Linked DNA regions of Zea mays: all the other regions are linked to region 1. Evidence: chromatin contacts called from public Hi-C data. All regions are on one chromosome and are shown on one strand. Each heading gives the region's core, a stretch centred on a gene start, on an enhancer-like site or on the middle of the called end of the contact. The rest is flanking DNA. Distances are from core to core; before and after follow the strand shown. Region 1 holds the start of LOC103629275 (actin-97). Region 2 holds the start of LOC100192030. Region 3 has its middle 91 kb from the start of LOC103629276.

What was found. Hi-C and Micro-C count contacts between places; a contact is called where the count stands out from the background.
Region 2: a Hi-C map of bundle sheath shows a contact between it and region 1, with 5 times the contacts expected there. The contact joins the promoter of LOC100192030 here to the promoter of LOC103629275 in region 1. A contact is called at or near these places in 10 of 25 Hi-C or Micro-C datasets (bundle sheath, ear, leaf and 1 more).
Region 3: a Hi-C map of leaf shows a contact between it and region 1, with 7 times the contacts expected there. The contact joins the enhancer-like site here to the promoter of LOC103629275 in region 1. A contact is called at or near these places in 4 of 25 Hi-C or Micro-C datasets (ear, endosperm, leaf and 1 more).

The regions. Positions count from the first base shown.
Region 1 is chr6:49,174,978-49,179,138 of Zm-B73-REFERENCE-NAM-5.0, forward strand. LOC103629275 (actin-97) reads right to left here and starts at 2,416. Exons shown (of 5, transcript XM_008650452.3): 1 at 1,829-2,416; 2 at 1,175-1,244; 3 at 699-1,092; 4 at 1-394. The coding sequence starts at 1,234. LOC100285325 reads left to right here and starts at 2,189. Exons shown (of 6, transcript NM_001158218.1): 1 at 2,189-2,341; 2 at 2,785-2,871; 3 at 3,202-3,298; 4 at 3,822-4,122. The coding sequence starts at 2,258.
Region 2 is chr6:48,945,291-48,949,451 of Zm-B73-REFERENCE-NAM-5.0, forward strand. LOC100192030 reads left to right here and starts at 2,333. Exons shown (of 5, transcript NM_001137453.1): 1 at 2,333-2,642; 2 at 2,969-3,031; 3 at 3,160-3,532. The coding sequence starts at 2,455.
Region 3 is chr6:49,382,333-49,386,493 of Zm-B73-REFERENCE-NAM-5.0, forward strand. No RefSeq gene overlaps it. Among protein-coding and RNA genes, the nearest start is that of LOC103629276, 91 kb to the left of the region's middle. Within about 2 kb of position 2,284, at least 19 of the 20 cell types and tissues checked have an H3K27ac peak or open chromatin away from gene starts, as enhancers often do. A contact at or near this core is called in ear, endosperm, leaf and 1 more, where this site is marked.

The DNA.
Region 1 (4,161 bases), core at 1,166-3,665:
GAATTGTATGTTGTCTCATGGATTCCAGCAGCCTCCATACCAATCATGGATGGCTGGAAGAGGACCTCGGGGCACCTGAATCTCTCTGCACCGATGGTGATTACTTGGCCATCAGGTAGCTCATAGCTCTTTTCAACTGAGGAGCTGTTCTTGGCAGTCTCCAACTCTTGCTCGTAGTCAAGAGCTATATACGCAAGCTTCTCCTTGATGTCCCTTACAATTTCTCGCTCGGCGGAGGTTGTGAAGGAATAACCCCTCTCAGTGAGAATTTTCATGAGCGAGTCGGTGAGGTCCCGACCAGCAAGATCCAGACGTAGAATAGCATGAGGAAGGGCATATCCTTCATAAATGGGCACAGTATGGCTCACACCATCACCAGAATCGAGAACAATACCTGTAGATTGAGAATAAAAAAAGAGGAAACTTCAGTCACACCGTGTAAACAACTAATTTTGACTTCCGTTATTTATTCTTGGTATACTAGCTGAGATACTTATTTTTTCCCTGAATTCATAATTTCATATCACCATGCAGACTGAGGTAACCACATATGCAGTGTATTTTGAGTTATGCAATCTCATGAGCAAGAATAGAAGATAAAGATACTTGGTGGGTTGATAAGAGCCTAATGGAAACAAAGAGAGAGATTACTAGAAAACTGGATCAACACTGAACTAAAAGGAAGGAGCAGGTCATACCAGTAGTACGGCCACTAGCATAGAGTGACAGGACTGCTTGAATTGCAACGTACATGGCAGGAACATTGAAAGTCTCGAACATAATCTGGGTCATCTTCTCCCTGTTGGCCTTTGGGTTCAAAGGAGCCTCAGTAAGCAACACAGGGTGCTCCTCCGGGGCAACACGGAGCTCATTGTAGAAAGTGTGATGCCAGATTTTCTCCATGTCATCCCAGTTGCTTACAATACCGTGCTCAATCGGGTACTTGAGCGTGAGAATACCTCTCTTGGACTGTGCCTCATCACCAACATATGCATCCTTCTGCCCCATCCCTACCATGACACCGGTGTGACGAGGACGCCCAACGATGCTAGGGAATACAGCCCTTGGTGCATCATCGCCGGCAAAACCAGCCTAGAAGATAGATACACAAAATTAGTGGCATATTTGGGTGGGGGAGACTATGGCTGTACAAATTAAGGGGAAAAGCACTGACCTTGACCATTCCGGTGCCATTGTCGCAGACAAGAGGCTGGATGTCCTCACCATCAGCCATTTCTACAGAACTGCTGCAGGTGGCGCATATGGATAGAATCAAATGAGTCAATGATGAAAGTGTTTTAGTTCAATATGTGATTGAAAAGGAGCACTGGATTTGAGACGCATGCTAACTGGAAGACAACGGTTTCTGACGTTATATTGAATCTGAAATTTGCAACATCGCATTCAGGGGCGGGGCGGATCCAGTAAAGGGACTTATATGCATCTGAAAAAAAATCGCACCCCCCGCCGCGCTGATGCCACCGCTGTTGCAGATCCGGACTCATGGAATGCGGATCCGTGCCCCTGCAAGTGGATCTCCACCCACGCCACGCCACGGATCCGGCCATAGCGCACCAGATCGAGCCCAGCCCTAGCTGGCGCAGGCAGGAGGAGGCAAGCACGCTTGGGGAGGGAACTCGCGAGGAGAGTACAAAGGCCTCGCTGCCGCCACCCTCGCACCGGCGCGGGCCTCCGGCCGCGTGCTCAGGCGGCAGCGAGCGAACTCTTGCAGCGGCGGCGCGGGTTCCGCCCGTGTCGCCCCGCAGAGGAGCGACGGTTCGCAGCTTCGCACAGCATGAAGGGAAGGGAAGAGAAGAGGTGGGAGTACCTGGTGGGTGCTCGCTGCCGGCGAAGAGGCCAACGAAAGCCTCAGCACCCTGGCTTAGGGCGGCGGCGGCGGCAACTGTGGTCTGAGAGCGAGGAGAGCAAGAGAGCAGGAATGCAGCGGACGGAAGGGGAAAGGGGGAATGCAGGAGGAGCAGTTGTTTGTGGCCTGCAACCGCGAGAAGACTGCCAGACCCAGATGCGATTGAGAAGGGATCTGTTCTGTGCTGGCTTGCAATTCGACGGGTTTGGCTTCTTCACAAAATAATGGACAGTGAGGGGCTTTTCTATAAACACTTTCCTCCAGCCGTTGGATCCGTCAACCCGATCTGCATTACAGAGACAGGTGTGTCGTCGTCTCCTCACTCTCGCCTCTCCCCTCTTCACCCGTGGGCCGACGCGCCGCCGCAGCAAGCAGCCGAGAGGGGAGGGGATGCTAGCCGCACGGAGGGGCGCGGCGGCCGCGTGGGCGGCACAGGCCTTCCACTCCTCCTCCGCAGCGCTCTCCAAATCCACTGTAAATCCACTGTACCCCCTCCAAATTAAACTTCCCCGCTCTCTCCAACCATGCATATCTGTGGCTCTTCCTTCCAGCGTACTAGATGCGATGTGATGCGAGATTAGCCTAGGAAACATTAGCCAACGGCAGGCGCCAGCGCCACCAAAAAAACAAATAATTCCGTGTCAGCACACCTTCAGTGGAATTTCAGTACCAGTAGACAATGGATTTAGCTTGCATTTCCTTTCCTTCCAAACAAAAATGTGCGTGTGCAAGTGTAATGTTGCACGCTCTCACTAGTCGGAGAGCTGTTAGTTGTTCAGATATATTTTGTAATGACTTATTACAAGACCCAGCCCAGTGCATATATCACTCATCGCTCCTTAACCACTCGCCATGTATGCACTGTGGCATCAGAGCGTTTCTGGAATCATTTCGAACCTAACAGTGGTTTTGGGCAGCCTCGATTCCGCTTCACCGTCCGTGAAAAGCGAGGGGATGCGAAGAGCGCCCTTAAGAACCTTCTGCTCAATGGCGGCACATGTCAGGTATTTGTCTTGGCGATCTTTTTTCTTTCTCCCCTTCCTACTCGTGAATTCTCTCTGCCTGCAGACATGTGAGCTTGTTTGTCTCTAAGCAATTCCACTAATGCACTTAACTTCTGGAGCGACCCCGTTTCGATGCGGTCGTCCTGGTATAAGTAACTGGACATGTACCACATGCCGGTTGGTGCTCGTGGGCACAAACAGATTTGCCTCCTTCACCGCTACAGCTCAGTTCATACCTGTGACTGCATTGTTCTTTTTCATTTGTTCGGGGAAATACATTCCCCGCTGTGAAAGTGGATTGCTTCAAGTACGCGTCGTTGCTCTCTACAGGAAAGCAGTAACAAACAAATGAGGAAGCAGAAAGGTGGTACCGGGTCGAAGGCTCAGCGCTCTGCTCCAGGAAAAAATCCCTGTGGAAAAAATAAGCGTAAGCTCTTTCAAACCGTTTACCTTGAGTGACTTTTGAATTTTAAATGCTTGTGTTGTTCTGTGTACAGCTCAATTATATGTTTTCAATCATCTAGAATACTGGACAGGATACTAAAAATACACAAACATGAGGGCTCTGCCAACCTTTTACACGTGCATTTGTTCCGCACTAACATTTCCCTGCGAGCATTGGCTTTTAATGATTTTTGCTCCATTATTTATTTGCTGGACGATCATTTTCCTAGCACCTTTGCTATGTACCTTTTATTATTTTATGGATAAGTTACATTTCACGATCTGCTTGTTACCTTCAAATTATTATTATTTGGATGGATTATACCTAAAAAATTAGCCTTGAATAGGAGCACGAGCACGTAGAAAACACAGTTATTCACGTGCATGAACTTTGTCTTATGCCTTCTGTTGGGTTTTAACTCTAGTCTACTCTAACTTGGGACGAAAAGGCTTTGTTGTTGTTGTATATTTGGATGACAAGAACTGCACATTGATGTTTAACTTAGGCGGGCATTACTGGAAAAGCTTCGATGATGACGATGAATGCGCGCACACACCATATGGTACCTATGGTGGTAAGAAATCTTTCACCTGGTACTGGCCTGGGGAGGACGACGGCCTTGGTAGTAATCCTAGTGGTTTTCAATGGAGGGAGGAATCTCAGTCTGCCAAATCAAAGGAGAAGTTCTGGAACGAAAGTGACGTCGATGAGGACGAGGGGTCGAGCCGTGATGATCTGCGAAGCTATAGGATTTCTCTCGGATTGCCAGTTTTAGGTCCCTTAAAGCTGGATCATATTAAGGCTGCGTGAGTCATCTGAACGTTTCCTACAACACCACATTGCAC
Region 2 (4,161 bases), core at 1,083-3,582, 230 kb before region 1:
TGCATAAAAACCTACACCATGTAGTATAATTTGTATCAGTATATATCATAAACTAGATCTAATGTGTTTAGATGCATACATGCAGGATTAAGTTTCACAAGTTTACAAAGGTAGCTTTTATGCGCCAAGATATATGATCAACAGGTAGCTCGATAGACCACGTGAAGGTCGGGCGCGTATGGGATTTATTCTAACGAATTTCTTTTTTCTACTATATATATGCAGAGAACTTTTACTATCTATGTCGAAGAAAACTAGATCGCTGGTGAAGAATGGAGAAAACAAATGAGGTTTCGACGACGACGACCAGCAGCTAGCATGCATGTTTTTGCCTAGCTAGTTCATGTACCTTGCATCGTCCATCGTCTGCTGTGGTTGACGATTAAAAGCTTGCAGCACTAGAAACCACACACGCGCCATCGAACATCTACATCGAACACCGACATCGAATCGCGCGCGCAGCATTGTCGGATGATGGAGCAGTACGTACTCATGTGTGTTTGTGTGTGTGATGGAGTTCATTACTGTTATCGTGCGGCGCTTTGATTTGTAGAAATATGATTTCTAGTGACGGTTTTCTTAAGAAACGTCTGTAGAAATATGATTTCTAGTGACGGTTTTCTTAAGAAACCGCCACTAAAAATAGCATAAGTGGTTGATAGTCGAATCCGTCTGTAAAAATATACCGCATCGCAGGCTTTGAGCCTTTTTCTACTAGTGTAACGAGTGTATATAAGTAATTATATATATATATATATATATATATATATATATATATATATATATATATATATATATATATATATATATATATATATATATATATATATATATATATATATATATATATATATATATATATATATATATATGGTGCAACTTTATTTATTTACACATGTTGCTGCATGCATGCAGGATTAAGTTTCACAAGTTTACAAAGCTAGCTTTTATGCGCCAAGATATATGATCATGCATGACAGGTAGCTCGATAGATCACGTGAAGGTCGGGCGCGTATGGGATTTATTCTAACGATTTTTTTTTTTTGCTACTATATATATGCAGAGAACTTTTACCATCTATGGTCGAAGAAAACTAGATCGCTGGTGAAGAACGGAGAAAACAAATGACGTTTCGACGACGACCAGCAGCTAGCATGCATGTTTTTGCCTAGCTAGTTCATGTACGTTATTGCATCGTCCGTCGTCTGCTCTGGTTGACGATTAAAAGCTTGCAGCACTAGAAACCACACACGCGCCATCGAACATCTACATCGAACACCGACATCGAATCGCGCGCGCAGCATTGTCGGATGATGGAGCAGTACGTACTCATGTGTGTTTGTGTGTGTGATGGAATTCATTACTGTTATCGTGCGGCGCTTTGATTTGTTTTCTGTTGCCGGTACACTCCAAAAGAATCGATACTGGTAACCGGAAGAAAACCCAAAAGCTGGCTGGCTATCAGCACGTACGGTCTATTAAAATTCGCATAAAAAAGGGGGAAGTGTGCTGAACATGTAAATAAATTAAATACACATCAAAGCAGGAGTACTTAATTTATTAGCTGCTGTGTATGCATGTGTGCATTGATATGAAAATTAGCATGCATCCGTACCTTGCGTTAGGATCCTAAAGCAAAGCCTGATAATATAGTATCCATGTAGTAATTGTTAGCTCCCTTTCTCTATTAATACATGGCTCGTCTTCTTTGGCGGGTTTATTTTGGTTCGTGGCTAACTGTATCATATATATTTTGTCTAAGTTTAATCGTGCGAATTGAGAAACTAATTTTAAATAGAAAAGAATAGATAGACGTAACAAGTTAGGCAGCAAGCCAAAAACAAGTTTCTCGGTTTAATTTTATGCGTAAGCCGGCTGTACACGCTTCTGTTGTCTTTTTTTTTACACCTCAGCGTTGAGTCCTCTTACGATAAACAAACCTCAGAATGGTGACACGCCTACACAATCGCCAAATATCAAATCAATAATCTAAAGGTAAAAAAGAAGGGGGGAAGGCGCTTTATAGCTAGCTTTTCTCCTTTACCCACCGAGTGTATTTGGACATATATAATAATATGAAAAAAAAAGAAAGGGAGGCGCTTTATTTTAATTTCTGGCTCGCTCTCGCCCAGCTTTCCTCGTCTTTAGCTAATTGCGACCCATGGAGGAGAAGCACTCACATAAAATACTCTCCAGCTGCAGGATTATTGCTGCATATGCCGGCCGTGCTCATGTTATATTTGCAGCAGCTACACATACAGCAGCACATATATATAAATAAACATAGATGATGCATATGTGTACACTCTATAGCTAGCTAGTGTTATTCGATCTCTCTCTCTATATATATACATATGTGTCACTCACGACTCCACAGATAGATAGCTACACGTACGTACGTGTGTGTGCAAACAATCCGATCAGCTGGGAAGCAAACAACAACGAACGAACGCCATGATGGCGGCGTGCTTGGAGGCGAAGAAACCCTACCTGATCGCTCTTGCCATCCAGATCATCGGCACCGGCATGTTCGTCATCTCCAAGGCAGCCTTCGACGACGGCATGAGCACCTTCGTATTCATCTTCTACAGGATGGCCGCCGCCTCGCTCATCCTCGTGCCCACAGCCATTGTCCACCAAAGGTATATATAATTTCATCCATATCGTCGTAAGAAGGGTGCGGTGCATGCATTTATAAGAAGTGCACCCAGTTAATTAACCATGCACATGCATGCATGCATGAAGATGCAGCAAATATACGACTGCGCGCGCGCAGGTGTGTCGTGTGTGTGTAGGTAGGTACTCCTACTTTCGATGACATGCATGCATGGCAAATTAATATACTACGTACGGTGCTCGGTGCACACGCCCTAACGACGACGTCGTATCGTACGACTCTCTTTTTCGAATTAATTTAAAAAAACAGAAATTGTACAGCTCTTTATTTGTTGGCCGTATATGCATGCAGGAAGAATATGCGGTCCATGTCTGGGAAGCTGCTTCTCAAGCTCTTCTTGCTCGCCTTGATCGGGTACGTACGCATATACATGGCTCATGCGTGCATGTGTTAATTTGGAATCGATCGATAGACGATGATGTCTTTGCTCATGCATGCACGCATTCACATGCCTGAAAAAAATATATTAAATTTTTTTGCAGGAACACATTCAGCTTGAACACGTACAACCTGACCCTGAAGCTGACGTCCGCGACGGTGGGGTCCGCGCTAGCCAACTCCGTGCCCGTATTCACCTTCTGCCTGGTGCTGGTGCTGAGGATGGAGACGGTGAACCTGAGGACGGCCGCCGGCGTGGCCAAGGCCGCCGGCGTCGCGCTCTGCGTCGCCGGAGTCCTCGTCCTCGCCTTCTACGCCGGTCCGGCCATGAGCCCCGTGAACCACCACCGCGCCTTCGCCGCCCCGAGGCAGCACGCCGCCTCCACCGGTGGTCCGCCGAGCAGGTCGAGGTGGATCACAGGGACGCTGCTCATGGTCCTCGCCAACGTCACGTGGGCCCTCTGGATCGTCCTGCAGGTATCTATCTATCTACCTATCCATCCCCTCTCCTTTCCTTGCTGTCAGTATCAGATGTGTCCTTAGCTATTTATTAGTACTCCCTTGGTTCCTGTATATAAGACGTAATCACTTCTGAATTAAAGACCAAAAAATACATTTAATTCTCTTTATATCATTACGCCTTATTATATTGTGGGACAAGAATAAAAATTAGTTACGCGAGTAGCAGATCCCCTGGTGGTTTGCTAAACAAGTTTCATCCAGTAAATTAAGAGCAAGTACTTACTTACTAGAAGGCGAATAATCTAGTTTGATTAGGTATGATATATAGTGATGTGTGTGTGCAGTGTCCACTAATAACATGCATGATGCATCCAAGTTAAGCATGCATATGTCCTTTCACCTGGTGCCTGCTGTGTTGGACTATTATTCCATGCAAACATGCAACGTTAATTTTCAGGTAGAAGCTAGCTAGATTAAAAAAACACCCCGAATATACTGCTACAAGCTATGCTAGGCACATAATTAATGTATATATGATTCTGTTAGGTATAATAGAGACATGTATTTATATATATTGCTAGCAGTGGCAGGGGACCGAGCAATAAAGTTAGTTACTTGGAATCTTGAGACCAAATAATTAAATA
Region 3 (4,161 bases), core at 1,034-3,533, 210 kb after region 1:
TTACAAAAATCTAGAGACCTCTAATAACTGATCCTTACAGAACCTGGACGCCGGGTTGATTATCGATAAGTCTAGGGACTCATTAGCAAGTGTTACGCGATCGAAGGGGTACGCACTACGCAGATTTGAGAGCCGGCCGATAAAAATTACATGACCCAGATTAGATCCTCAATTTTGTAGAACCGGTACTCACTCATGACCCTCCGATCCAAGATCCATGGTCATGGTTTAACGAAGTACGACTTAAGCCTAATCCGTCCGATCCCGATCGGACGTTCCTCGCCTTCCCCCATCTAATCTGACTCATTGGTTATTAGATCAACGGTCCCGTGCTCCTTTTCGCTTGGTAAACACCCATGCAGCCGCACCGCTTGCTACCCACGGCGGCGACATCGTCGGACCTTGCCACACTCGCTGGTGGTCGCTAAAACTTTGATTCGGCAGGTGTTACACGTAGTGAAGGCGAAGGAGAACAAAACGAGGCCCTAACTAGCAATGGGCACGCAACAGGTGGTGTCCACGCCGCCCCACGGATCCGTGACCCCGACCCGACTCCGGCGAGCGATTAACGACATTGATACGGTCTAACCCGACCAATGCCGATGAGAACAAAGGCAACAACGAGGCAAACTCAGGCTGAGGGCGTTATCAGTACCTGGGCTTGCGGAGGCGCTTGGCCACGGCGTGGCGCAGATCCTAAGGCGGTGGCATCCTCCGGCGAGGAATTACACAGAGCTCCGAGGTCCCCAATGCTCGCAGATACCTCGCACAGGTACCACGGGACTTGGCAGTCTTCCTGGCTTATTCGTAGAGGGAGCGACAACGACGGTGGTGAATCTCCACGGCGGCCGCCCTTCCCTCTCTTCTATGCTCGCGACAAGCATTCACGGTGGGGTGGATTCAGGTGAGAGCATAAGCACGGGGTCTGGGGACCCTTCCCATGGTCACGAAGCTCGGGTCAGCCAGTTGGCCCACACATATCGTTGGGCGGTTTCAACCAACCGACCGCGGCGGTAGCCCGGGTGAGAAGATAAACAGTGGCCATGGCCCACCGCCCACATGCCAATGAGCTGGTGCTTGATAATGCGAAGCGCGAGTGGGAGGCTGACACCTAGGGCCCGCACATAGTGTCTGCTGAGGAGGGGAAAATTGTCCCACATGTAATATTAGTGAAAGAAGCATTCATAGTAAGGGCATGTACAGTGAAGAGACATCAAAATGGTTGTCCAAGCACAAGAGACACCTAAGAGACTCTATTATATAATGTAGTGTCTATAAATGTAGTCTGTTAATAAATACAGAATTAAATGCATTTGTACAGCATCAGATCGATAGAACAGACGACAAATTCGTACAGTGGGAAGTGATGCGTCTGTTGCTACTTGTTTACGAGCCAGAGGCGTCTCTTCACGGAGAGACGGCTCTAAGATTTTTTTTGCAAATATCCCCTTAAAACACCTTAAGAGCCTCCACATTAAACACCACTGTACATGCCCTAATTAAATAGAAGAACTCCCTACTATTATAATTCAAAATTTTATAAGTCAATTTTAAATCTGAGTCATTAACTCCCATTATTACTTTGTTATTTGTATATTAATTTGAAAAATATATGTTTCTTAATAAATCATGTACTAGTATCAATTCCTCTATCATTCCATAAGTAGCACAAAAGAGCTTCCTGATCTCCTAAAACATATTTTAGTGTTTAAAGTGGCATGGCTGGCCACGACGACGTGCGGTTTTGCAGCGGAGCTCCAACGACTGCGAGGAATTCCGCACCTCCTAGTCCATCACATCGCTCCACTAGGTCTTACATACGTTGGGCACCGACTAGCGAAGCGCCTGAGCGATGACACAGGCGCAGACCTACAGCGGTGGCGCCCCTGCTCCGTCAAGCAATTAGCGGGCCACCGGTGGATTTCCCCGCCCAAGATGGCCACGAATGCGTCCTATGTGTACCCGCGAATCCCCTCATCGATCTGCTCTGTGGGAGTAGAATACCTACACAATCGAGATATGATGGCGGCGACATCCACCCCCATTCCTCTCTACTGTCACCCAATGATGGTGCTTGGCTTCCCTTGATGCGGCGCATGGTGCACCACTTTTATGCTTCGAGGGTGAGGCGAATCGGCCAACTCGGCTGTGGGAATGGCAGAGGTAGCTTCAACCACCCAGTGATCCCGCGGGGAATTGGTTGCAAGGGAAGGGGATAGCACTGACCTCGTGGCCCACCGGACAGCCAGAGGACCAACATGCATGGTACGACGCTCGACGGACGAGTGGTCCAGGACCAGGAGGTGTTAGCGGTTCAAGTTGTGCGCAGCGCGTGCTGGGGTGCGGTCCCACGTGATAGCGGCATCGGGACGAGTCCGCGCCCATGCGCGTGATGCCGAGGAAACATCTGGCGGTCGGGCCCCACACGCAGTGACTCCATGAGGCAGCGAGTCAGTCTATTGGGGTCCAGTTGTCGACGCCAACGACTGGGCTAGGAGGGGATAGTTGGGCCGGCACAAGGTGATTTCTAGGCCGATTTGTGAGGTTTTGGCCCAGGAGGTAAGGATTGCCCTTTTTTCTATTCCTTATTTGTATTTCAATTTTCTGATTTCCAGTTTAATAGTCAAATTCAAAACTGTGTTTTACGTTTCAAAATTCCAATTTGATTTGAAATGCAACAATCAATCTCCAGCATGAAGCGACATATATAATTATATTAATTACGCTATTCATTTATTTATGCAAATGTCTCACCTATGCAAAACACACTTTTAAGAAAAGACCGCTTTGCAACGGTAGTTAAAGTAAAAAAGTTTATCCATAGATTCAACATTTTACTACTTATTTAGTTTCGTATACATAACCTTTAGCATGAATTATTCAATTCCAAATGCTTTTAAAGAGTGTTTTATTTATAAAGTTTATAAAGGGAAATCATGAAAGGATTGAAAGTCTCACATGTGTGTGGGTTTCGGGTCCACCAAATCCTAGCTTGTCCCGGGTTTCTTTGAGGGGGCGCTTTTTGTGCAGCTTTCACCTGTCCACCACACTTGTGCATGGTGAGCCCTTGAGTCTCTACTCGATGTAGAGTTCCATCTCGGGGACATCTCGTATTTTTAGTTTACACTCCCCCGCACATCCCCTTCGCGTAGATGAGGGCATGTGCGCCATACCACGCTTTCCTCGATGGGCTAGCAATGGCGTTTGGTGGGCTACAAATGGGTAATTCGAGTGAGGTCCTAGTTCCTTCCATAGGATCCAAGCGTGGGGTCCGCTGGGGACCGTCCTCATACTCCAAGACACCAACTCATATAGTTCCAAATTCTGATCAGAATCGATGGCTCACTGTCTCTCTTTGAAAGGGAAATAGGCTTACACCTTTTCCTAATTGATTTTGGTGGTTGAATTGCCCAACACAAATAATTGTACTAACTAGTTTGCTCTAGATTATAAGTTCTACAGGTGCCAAAGGTTCAACACAAACCAATAAAAAGTCCAAGAAAGGGTTCAAATAAAAAGAGCAAAAGACAACCCAAATGCAGCCCTGGTCTGGTGCACCGGACTGTCCGGTGCACCAGGGAGTTCCACTCCAAACTTACCACCTTCGGGAATTCGGGGAGGCCGCTCCACTATAATTCACCGGACTGTCCGGTGTAGCACCGGACTGTCCGGTGTGCCAAGCGGAGCAACGGCTCCAAGCGCCAACGATCGTCCGCAAAGCTACAGTGAACAGTGAACAGTGCAACTGCGCGCAGAAGTCAGAGCAGGCGTCAGAAGGCGCACCGGACAGTGAACAGGACCTGTCCGGTGCACCACCGGACTGTCCGGTGGCCCTCATGTCAGAAGCTCCAACAGTCGAACCCTAACGGTCGGGTGACGTGGCTGGCGCACCGGACAGTGTCTGGTGCGCCATACGACAACAACCCTCACCAACGGTCATTTTAGTGGTTGGGGCTATAAATACCCCCCAACCACCACACTTCAATGCATCCAAGTTTTCAGCCATCAAACCTCATACAAGAGCTATAGTCTTCATTCCAAGACACAAACAAAGAGATCAAATCCTCTCCCAAGACCGGAATCACTCCAATCAAATTAGTGACTAGAGAGAGAGACTTTTGTGTTCTTTTCAGCTCTTGTGCTTGGATTGCTTTTCTTCTT